Linked DNA regions of Mus musculus: region 2 is linked to region 1. A link is a contact called in public HiChIP or PLAC-seq data. All regions are on one chromosome and are shown on one strand. Each heading gives the region's core, a stretch centred on a gene start, on an enhancer-like site or on the middle of the called end of the contact. The rest is flanking DNA. Distances are from core to core; before and after follow the strand shown.

The links. HiChIP or PLAC-seq counts read pairs in DNA pulled down with a chosen protein or histone mark.
Region 2: a contact with region 1 is called in an H3K4me3 HiChIP or PLAC-seq map of bone marrow-derived macrophages, with 5 times the contacts expected there. The contact joins two enhancer-like sites. A contact is called at or near these places in 12 of 39 promoter capture datasets (the 3T3-L1 cell line, the C10 cell line, the HPC-7 cell line and 9 more), 8 of 115 datasets of contacts at active chromatin or transcription factors (the 230-238 cell line, bone marrow-derived dendritic cells, bone marrow-derived macrophages and 5 more) and 1 of 9 other capture datasets (adipose tissue).

What each region holds. Positions count from the first base shown.
Region 1 is chr17:36,250,022-36,254,790 of GRCm38.p6, reverse strand. It overlaps the pseudogene Gm6633. Among named protein-coding and RNA genes, the nearest start is that of Rpp21, 5.4 kb to the left of the region's middle. Within about 2 kb of position 2,405, at least 89 of the 459 cell types and tissues checked have an H3K27ac peak or open chromatin away from gene starts, as enhancers often do. A contact at or near this core is called in bone marrow-derived macrophages, where this site is marked.
Region 2 is chr17:36,856,172-36,860,940 of GRCm38.p6, reverse strand. It overlaps Trim26 (tripartite motif-containing 26), which reads right to left. Exons shown (of 10, transcript NM_001025599.3): 7 at 4,717-4,739; 8 at 4,170-4,285; 9 at 3,920-3,952; 10 at 1,543-3,541. The coding sequence ends at 2,859. It overlaps Trim15 (tripartite motif-containing 15), which reads left to right. Exons shown (of 7, transcript NM_001024134.2): 7 at 1-250. Among named protein-coding and RNA genes, the nearest start is that of Trim15, 8.6 kb to the left of the region's middle. Within about 2 kb of position 2,565, at least 23 of the 459 cell types and tissues checked have an H3K27ac peak or open chromatin away from gene starts, as enhancers often do. A contact at or near this core is called in bone marrow-derived macrophages, where this site is marked.

The DNA.
Region 1 (4,769 bases), core at 1,156-3,655:
AAATACTAAACTGACGCCAGGCATGGTGGATCACGCCCTTAGTCCCAGCACTCAGGAGGCAGAGGCCAGCCTGGTCTACAAAGTGAATTCCAGGACAGCCAGGGCTATACAAAGAAACCCTGTCTCAGAAAAAAAAAAAAAAAAAAAAAGTACTAAACTGGGTGTGGTGGCACACACTTAATCCCAGCACTCTGGAGGAAGAGGCTGGCGAATCTCTGAGTTCATGGCCAGCCTGGTCTACAAACAGATTCCAGGACCCTGAGTTCAAGGCCAGCCTGGTCTACAAATAGATTCCAGGACAGGCTCTGTTATATGGAGAAACCCTATCTCAAAAAAAAACAAAATCAGGGCTAATGAGATGGCTCAGTGGGTAAGAGCACCCAACTGCTCTTCCGAAGGTTCGGAGTTCAAGTCCCAGCAACCACATGGTGGCTCACAACCATCTGTAACAAGATCTGACTCTATCTTCTGGATTGTCTGAAGACAGCTACAGTGTACTTACAATAAATAAATGAATCTTTAAAAAAAAAAAACAACAAAAAAAAGTACTTAGCAGTGTTCAGGTAACAATGTTGATTGGTTATTTGACAGTTCATTTCTAGAGTTGTGCCTAGCTGGATCAACTGACAGCCATCAAGGAACATATGCTCTAAAAGCACACCTAATCATTCCTACCTGCAGCCTGCATCTTTAGCTCATGTTTTTTTGGCTTCTTCAGTAAGCCTCATAACTGATGGTCCTTGGCTCTTGCACACTAAATCTGATTTGTGGATAACTTTGTGTATGTGTGTGTCTACACACAATAGAACATGCTCCAAGTAGGATATCCAAACTTTTTTTCTTCAAGGAATTCTTGTCCAGTCTAACCTAAACTTCCTATGATCCACTGATGATTTTGAACTTCTGATCCTCCTGCCTCCAGTTCTGGGATTACAGGCATTTACCAAAACACTTAGTTTTGTTTGTTTGTTTGTTTGTTTTTTATCAAGTCAGCTCAGTCAGTCAACAGTTCTCTGGGGAGGAAGGAAGGATTAAAAAGAAAAAAGACAATTGGACAACACTGTAGCCTGACCCCAGTCTGTTCAGAGGCTGAAGCAGATTTATTTTTTTCCAGTCTGCTTTTATATCATTCTAGGTATATACAAAGAATATGGTCAGTCTTAAGTCATAAAGTAGTTAAGGAACAAACAAGGCATGGACTGGGTAGGTAAGGAGCAAACAAAATATAGATGAAAGGTCTCATGAGTACTGTATTCAGGGTCTTAACAAGAACCGTCAAGATACAAAGAACACATTCCTCAGCTGCATTCATCTTTTGCCTACTTCAGAGTCCTAGACCAAAGTCAATTTCCTGCCTGAGGTCTATTTGTTCTAGCCCACAGTCAAATTCCTGCCTGAGCTTACTTCCGTATCCTGGCCCAAGGTCAAATTCCTGCCACGTTTCTAGAAGTGGCCCCAAAAGCTTTGCACAGTTTTTCCGTGGTGCCGAGGATTGAACCCTGTGCATGCAAGGCAAGCACTCTATCAACTGATCTGCATCATCCCCAGCATAGGAGCAGGAAAACTTGAGTTCTGATGTCATAGTTCAATCAAAAGATTCCCTGGGCTGGAGAGATGGCTTAGCGGTCAAGAGCAATGACTGCTCTTCCAGAGGTCCTAAGTTCAAATCCCAGCAACCACATGGTGGCTCACAACCATCTGTAATGCTACTCAGTGCCCTCTTCTGGTGTGTCTGAGGACAACTACAGTGTACTCATGCATAAAATAAATACATAAATCAAAAAAAAGAAAAAAGAAAGAAAGAAAACAGCTACAATATACTTTTTTAAGAGAGAGAGAGAGAGAGAGAGAGAGATTGATTCCCCTTGTATAGGAGACCATTAAGATCAAGTTCCAGGAGGGAAAAACAGAATCTGGGGGGTTGGAGAGATAACTACGCTTGCTGCTTTTGCAGAGGACCAGGGTTTGGTTCCCAGTATCCACATAGCAGCTCACAATTGCCCATAACTCCAGTTCTGAGGCTCTAACATCTGATCTCTTTGGGCTCCTGCACACAGCGCACATAACATACTCTCATACATACACATGAATGTAGTTCCCTCATAAATCTTTGTGGTTTGTTCACGTGTTCTGGTTCCTCTAAGAGTCAGCTGCAGTCATATGCATACTCTAAGGACTACAGCAAAGACTCTCAGGCTATCAAAGAGTTCTTCAAATAGAATAAACATTTGGTTCAGCCTGGCACCCTGATCAGCACTGTAGTCCCAGCTGTTCAAGAGGCTAAGACGATCCGGTTCTCCCACCGCCCCTGCGACGGGTCGCAGCAGTTAGTGTGGTGAGGGCTTGGTGGTGCAGCTCGGGACAGATCCGGTGACACACGCCTCTCCCACTTCGCGCCGCCAGGATGCCCAAGAGGAAGGTTAACACGGATGGAGGCGGAACCCAAGCGCCGCTCCGCGAGGCTATCGGTCAAGCCCGCCCCTCCCAAGCCAAAAAAAGCCACGGGAAAGGATAAATATCAAACGAAAAAGTGCAGATAAAAGGGAAGAGGGGAGCAAAGGGCAAACAACAGGCTGAAGCTGCTGACCAGCAAACCACAGATCTGCCTGCAGAAAATGGAGAGACAGAAAACCAGAGTCCAACCTCTGATGAAGAGAAAGGACCCAAGTCCGACTAAGCATCCATCACGCCTGTCAGTGGTCCCGCCTCCCTTCTTGTACAGTCCAGAGGAATATTTTTATCAACAATTTTGTAAATGCGAGTTTTTTAGTAGCTCTAGAAACATTTTTAAAAGGTGAGGGAATCCCACCTCATCTCATTTTTTTTTTTAAGTGTAAATGTTTTTTTGTTTTTTTTTTTTTTAAGAGGTTAAATCATTTGCTGGTTGTTTATTTTTGGTACAACCAGAAAATAGCAGGATACTGAATCAGGAGAGGCTGTGACTGCCTCGGGGGTCACCATCACATTTCGTAGAGGGAGCTAGTTTTATATCCTACAATACAAAGCACACTAAATGGCAATTTGGAGTCTCGGGGGGTGCATTTGTGTCTGGAATATTTTCAGTTCTATCTGGTCCTGTGTTTCTTGTAGAACCATTTTGTAAGAAAGCCAGTCTTTGGTCCTTGCCCTGTCAGAACTGTGATGTCTGTGGTCGTGGCAGTCCATTTTCCTAACAGTCGTGATAATGTGCTGTGAAAGATGGAAATTCTGAGTACGTTCTCTGTGTGGCATAAAACTGTGAGTTGGTGGAGCTGAAGATTATGAACATTTGGTTGTTAGGAAAGGTCTTAGGAAACTTGCCAAGTTTGAGGCTGGAACATCATTGGAATAAGTTCAAAGAAAAACAATCCGTAGCTCTTCATTTGTGTACATGAACACAATGTGACTCTTTAGAGTTTGGGTACATGAACACAGTATATGGTTCTTTTGGGGACGTGTGATAAGAACTGGAATGTCTGTACTCTGCTCCTCGACCAATAAAATCTCTTGAGAGAGAGAGAGAGAGAGAGAGAGAGAGAGAGAGAGAGAGAGAGAGAGAGAGAGAGAGGCTAAGGTAAGACTAGCACTGGAGCTTGGGAGTTTGAGACTAGCCTCAACCACAACCAGACCTTATCTCCATAAAAAACAAAAGCTCCAACTCCATAGGATGCTACGCTCTCTGGTCGAGTCAACTGGACAAGCCGAGAGGCTTAAAAGTCACTCATGAGGCAAAAGACTTTCAAGGAAGCTCTCCTCCTGGAGTCTAGCGTTCCCTACCCATACAGTAATTTTTCATTCCCGCGTTCCATTCCCGCGTTAGTCTAGTGTATGGATCCACGTGCTCTCTTTCAATATTTTCCTATCATAAGTGCCTTTTAAGATTGAATTCTGACATAGCTAAAGCCATCCGCCAGTGTTCCAACAGTCCTAGTTCGTCCTTAGCAAGACCTTGGGCTTGGAATTCAGTATTGCCCCTGGTATTACACTATCTCTTTGAGTAAAAGTTAGGTCACTGCCCTTCACAGGAATTTACCATCACTAAGGAAGAAAGAAGTTTCTGACCGTAGGAGAAACCAGAACAGATATTTAGAATTATAGCTGAGTTACACCTATATACAGGAATTTACAATGGTTTAGGAAGTAGATCCGGCTGTGGTTTTAGAGTATTGCATTACTCATGAGATGGTTAGCTAGAACAAAACTCCCTAGTTAGAACCATGACTTGGGTGTGAAAGCCCTTGCCCTAGGAGTGAAAAGATCTCACACCTGGATTCTAAGACTATAGCTGACCTTAGATAGGGCTGACTCTGTCTCAGTTATTTTATTGCCCAGTTCCTGCCAGACTTTGCGTTTTCATTTCCTCTGTTCTGTGTAAGAGTCATTAAGCATCCGGTTACCTTATTTGTACCTTGTTGTCTTCTGCATAAAAAGTCTGATGTTCGATTTGAAAAATTACATTCAGATTCCACACAAACTCTCCTGTGTGTGTGTCTGTCTGTCATTCATCCACGCTTTGCCCACCCGCGTCGAGAGACCCCGTTCCACGCAGACACAGGGACCCAGAAGGTCTGCGGCAATAGGATACAGGTTATGGTGTGCAAAAGTGGATTTCCTGCACCAACTATGAGATGTATGCCCCTTCAGAAGTAAAAGAAAAGATAACGAGATTAGTCCATTTAAATTAGATCAAGTGAAGAACATTTCACTCAATACTTATACATAAGTGATCACTATTTAACCGTTAAATACCCTTTATTCACTTTGAAAACTGGTATTAAAAAGCCGGGTGT
Region 2 (4,769 bases), core at 1,316-3,815, 610 kb before region 1:
CATTGTCCTAGACACCAGCAAAGCTATGAGTCAATGGGATTTGGAAGGGAAGCAAACAAAAAGCTGTAAAAGCTTCAAAATGACCACTGTAGGGTAACCAGGAACCTGTGACTTGTACTAATTTATGACTTTTGGACACGAAGCTGGAGATGCTACAGGGCTTCATCAACAACTCTGGGTGGACCCTAAAGCCCCTTCAGCTCATTTATCTACGTTCTGAGAGGATGTTTTAATAAAATATGTAACCTAAGGGCCTTTGTGTTTTGTGTCTAATCTGTTTATTGTGGCAACTTATAAGGAGGATGGGCAAGATTGTTTCACTGTTTAAGACCTCTGAATGATCAGGTGTTAAAGGACTGGTCCGAAGGGTGGAAATGACTAGAAGGTGGAGTCTTTGGGTCTCTAGCATATGCTCTGGAAGGGGACTGTGGGAGCCTGGTTCATTCTGTCTCCTGGCTGATGGTATGTGTGACTGTGCTCTGTCAAGCATACCTGCCAGGATAGGTTACCATGACAGAAGCTAAAAGCATAGAGACCGATGACGATGGACTGCACCTTCAGAACCATGAGCCTACACAAACCTTTTTCTAGGTTGCCCCAGGTATCTTAAAGTTTTTACCCCTCTTAGGTGTGACAGTATAAGCCTTTAAATCCCACCCAGTGAGTCTGAGGCCAGCCATGTTTACATAGTGAGATCTTGTCCAGTCCTTTAATTGTATGTATGTATGTATGTATGTATGTATGTGCTTCATATGTGCTAGTGCAAGGAGTAGGGATACAGGTAAGGCTCCCAAACCCATCTGTAAAACAGAAACAGGCCACTGAGAACTATCATGAGGCAGAGAGCCCCAAGGGAATTCTGAAAATCAGGACCTTAAGGCAGTAGAACAATTCTGACATTCTGAAGGAAACACAATTTTGAAGAATCCCTTAAGTGTATGAGAGATAAACATTTCCAGATACTGAAGGCTTTAAAAATTCAACTTCCAAACTCACCTCAGAAGTTATTAAATGTGTGACAAAACCACAGTTAAGTTAGGAGAGGAGACACGGGGTCCAGAAATAGGACCAGGGCTTGGGATGCCACCCGGGGGAGTGCTTGCCTAGGATGTGAGAAACCCTGGGTTCAGTCTCCAGCACTGTATAAACCAGGCAGAGGCAGGCAGATCTCTGAGTTCGAGGCCAGCCTTGTCTACAGAGTGAGTTCCAGGACACCCAGGGCTACACAGAGAAACCCTGTCTTGAAAAACAAAACATAACAAAACCAAAACCCCAAAACCATAAAAACAAAAAAACAGGCATAGTGGCACCTACCTGAAATCCCAGACCTTAGAAGGTTGAGACAGGAAGCTTAAGGTCATCTACAGCTACGTGAGAGTTAGGCTAGCGGGGCTACAGGCCTCAGAGGGAAAAGATCCAGAACCCCCAGTTTAATGCCAAAAGGGGATTTAAAAGCTGTCTACAGAGAGACCAATCAATGGCTCAGGTTCAAGTTCACTCCAGTAGGCATCAAGATAAAAATAAGAGACAGCACCAGATGACTGTCTTGAAATTTCTGACCACTGAGAAAAATGTGTAGTTTATTTAGTAATAAAGACACAGGAAATGAAGATGATTAACTCTAGAACAAAGAGTGGTGAGGGAGCCACTGTGTAGGTACTAGTGACTCAGGCAGCATGTGATGCATACGAAGTGTTCAGTCTCGAGACGCTGTGGTGACTCCGAGGCCACCAAGATCCAGTGTCTGGGAACAGTCTGTTCAAGAGCCAAGAGGAGCTAACACTTGCACGGGCAGAAGAAATCTGGAATGTTTAAGGATAAAAAGGGGGGCATCATTTTGGCTAAGCAGGGACTCATGTTCAACTATGGGCACCAGCTGGGTCAGCAGGGCGATACTGCAGGCCCTTTCTCCATAGTAAGACCTAGGACAGAGGCTCTCTAGATTCCTCATGGCCCTCTCTCCCCTTCCCCAGTCCATCTCCTAGGAAAGTGAATCTGGACACTCCATAGTGTCAGCAACGAGGTCTTGACCTCCTGGTCAAGAGCAAGATGTTCGGGTTGTTTTAAAAACTTCCTTCACAAGGACTGCTCTGCAGAGGTAATTTATTGATCACAGTCACTATCTGAGTCATAGTACCTAGATGCTTTCTGAAACACAGATGTCCCTGGGGAGTCCTACCTACTCAGGTCTGGGTTTGAGGCTAGAAACTTTGGTACTCACGCTAGGAGATGATTCTACCAGCACTCCAGGACACAAACTTACACGGCCTTGGAAACTTCTGTGGGTCATGACTACATCCATTCTTGCATCTTTGCATATTTAACTCTTGTGGGGTAAGGAAAAGTGATTTAAGACACCAGGAAAGGTAGGCAACAGAGTGGTTTTGGGCACGGGGTACCTCAACTTCGAGGACAGCAAAAACAGCTTCAGATGTGATGGAAAGTCTACCTGTGGGCACTGGCTAACAACTGAACCAGAAAATGCTGCTGCCAAGGCCCTGCTCAACAAAGAACACAGGGACAAGACAAATGGGTGTGTTCAGGAAAGAGGGAGTCATTTGGTCTTCAGAGCAGGAAACCTCAGAGGAAATGAGAAGCTGAGTAAGATATATGGATAGGGTGACAGTGTTGAGAGACTTTGGCCGTGGCAGTGGGGAGATGGGTGGCAATGGATGTGATGTCCCTCTCTCTCCTCCTCCTAGTGCTCTGGCCAGGAACCTTCCTCCATTATAGTTTTGGGATCCCAGAGAAGGGAAGTTTCCATGGGTGTGGGATCCAGGTAATCTTTCTTCATCTCAGAGTCCTGGACTCTCAGAGAAGTAAAGTTTCTGTAGGGTGACCCAGGCGGGTTCTGGAGTTCAGGGTCTCAGCAGAAGGCGTGCTCCTGGCCACTTGAGCCACAGGAAGGGAACCAGGCGCCGGGTGAAGGTGGTCGTGAAGGTATAGATGAGTTCCTGGGACTCTGCATTGGTGAATGTCACAGTGCCACCTTCATAATCCAGGGCGATGCCCACTCTCCGGGGCCGCAGCACCGGGAACAGCTGGGCCTCTGGGCTCGTGTTGGCCCAGATACCTGAGGGGGAGAGCCGAAGGGCCCACACACCATCTTCTGGTCGCAGGGAGAGGTCCCCTTTCCTCTTCACAGAGTCTTTGGCCACTCCCACCATGCAGCTTTCCTGAACTTCTTCTTCTTCTTCCTCTTCCTCCTCTTCCTCTTCCCCCAGTGATTCGTCTTCTTCATCTGTTTCCCAGTCTTCGTATCCGTCCCCATAGCCAACCTCCTCGTCTTCTTCCTCTTCTTCCCCTTCTTCTTCCTCCTCCCCCTCTTCTTCATCCTCTGACCAGCCTTCTCTCTCCAACTCTACTTCCCAGTATACCTTTCCCCATGTGAAGCCCTTGCTGCCCAACACTCCTGGCTCACAGTCAAACTGCTGGGGGAGCAGACAGTCACTCTGGTATTGGCCAGTATAGGTCACACACTTCCAGTCCTCTGAAAGATGTAGGTATCCACTGGCCGACTGTGGGTCCAGGGTGACGCTTACTATTGGACAAGGGAGGAAGTAACAGTGTCAGTGGTGGGCTGGGAAGGAGTGACTAGTCTCCATAGTATCTGCCTCACTGCGCAGTTCTATATATTCCCGAGCACTCTTTATATCATGGTCTCTGTGAACTGTGTCCCTGAGGTACTTGGTACACACAGCATAGATGATCTCTGGCCTCGGGCTGCCACTGCTGTTTGCTCTCATAAGGTCTCATAAGAAGCACCTTATGGTGTGTGACCTGTGACCTCAAAGGCTCAGCAGTACTGCAGACTACACGGGAGACTGATCTGAAATAATGTAAGGGGGTGGGGCCGCCTATGGGCAGTTCCAGTGAGGATTCCACAGGGTAAAATGGGAACAACCTTCTGTTCACGTACCTGTCTTATACTCCAAGTCTCTCAGCAGCTTGCCTATGGAGGAAAAATGAAAACGATAGAAATGACTTGTAGACCCAGAGAACTCATTTCTTACTTGGAACAGGGCTCTACTGGAGATCCCAAGGATAAAAGATACAGAAGCCAGAGCTCCTTGGAAGGCTGAGATGGGAGAATAAGGTGGGGAGAAGCCAGGAAACCTCCCAGTGTGGCCGAGCCTGACCCCCGATCTGGTGCTTTTCCCAATGCTTACCCTGGAACTGCCTCAGGCCTCGCTGCAGAGAAAGAAGTTTATCTGAGAATTCTCCTGCCTTTCTTTTAACCATGTGAGGGATGGCTTTCCCAATCCAGAACTTCTTCCGTGGGTACCTGAAAGAGTGATAGACACAAACACCTGTCACTTGGCTCTTCTTGCTTTTCTGCCAGTGTTCATGACAATTACAAGGCAAGCAGGGAAGGTCTCATTATCCCTAATCAAGGAAAGAAAAACTGGCAAAGGCACTATGTGAACCAGGATATAAGACTGCCAGAAGATTTCACAAGTGAGCGGACTCTCTGCCAAGTCAGGCTTTTACTCTCTTGCTGTGCTCAGGTGAAGGCTGTGAGCCCAGTTGGACTCTGGAGATCGTGTTGGGAGACAACAATATCTAATCATCAAAGATTGACCTCTTTCTTGAAAGCCATGGGATGAAGCAAGGGCTGCTGTGCAGTTGGCACCCTACACTCCTACTACTACGTGGACCATAGCCATACAAGTGGGAGGGAAGAAGAATGATGAAGACGAGCAAGTGAACTCTTACTTGTTGGCGAAGTCCTTGGTGTCCTGCAAGGGAAGAAAACAGAGGCACCAAAG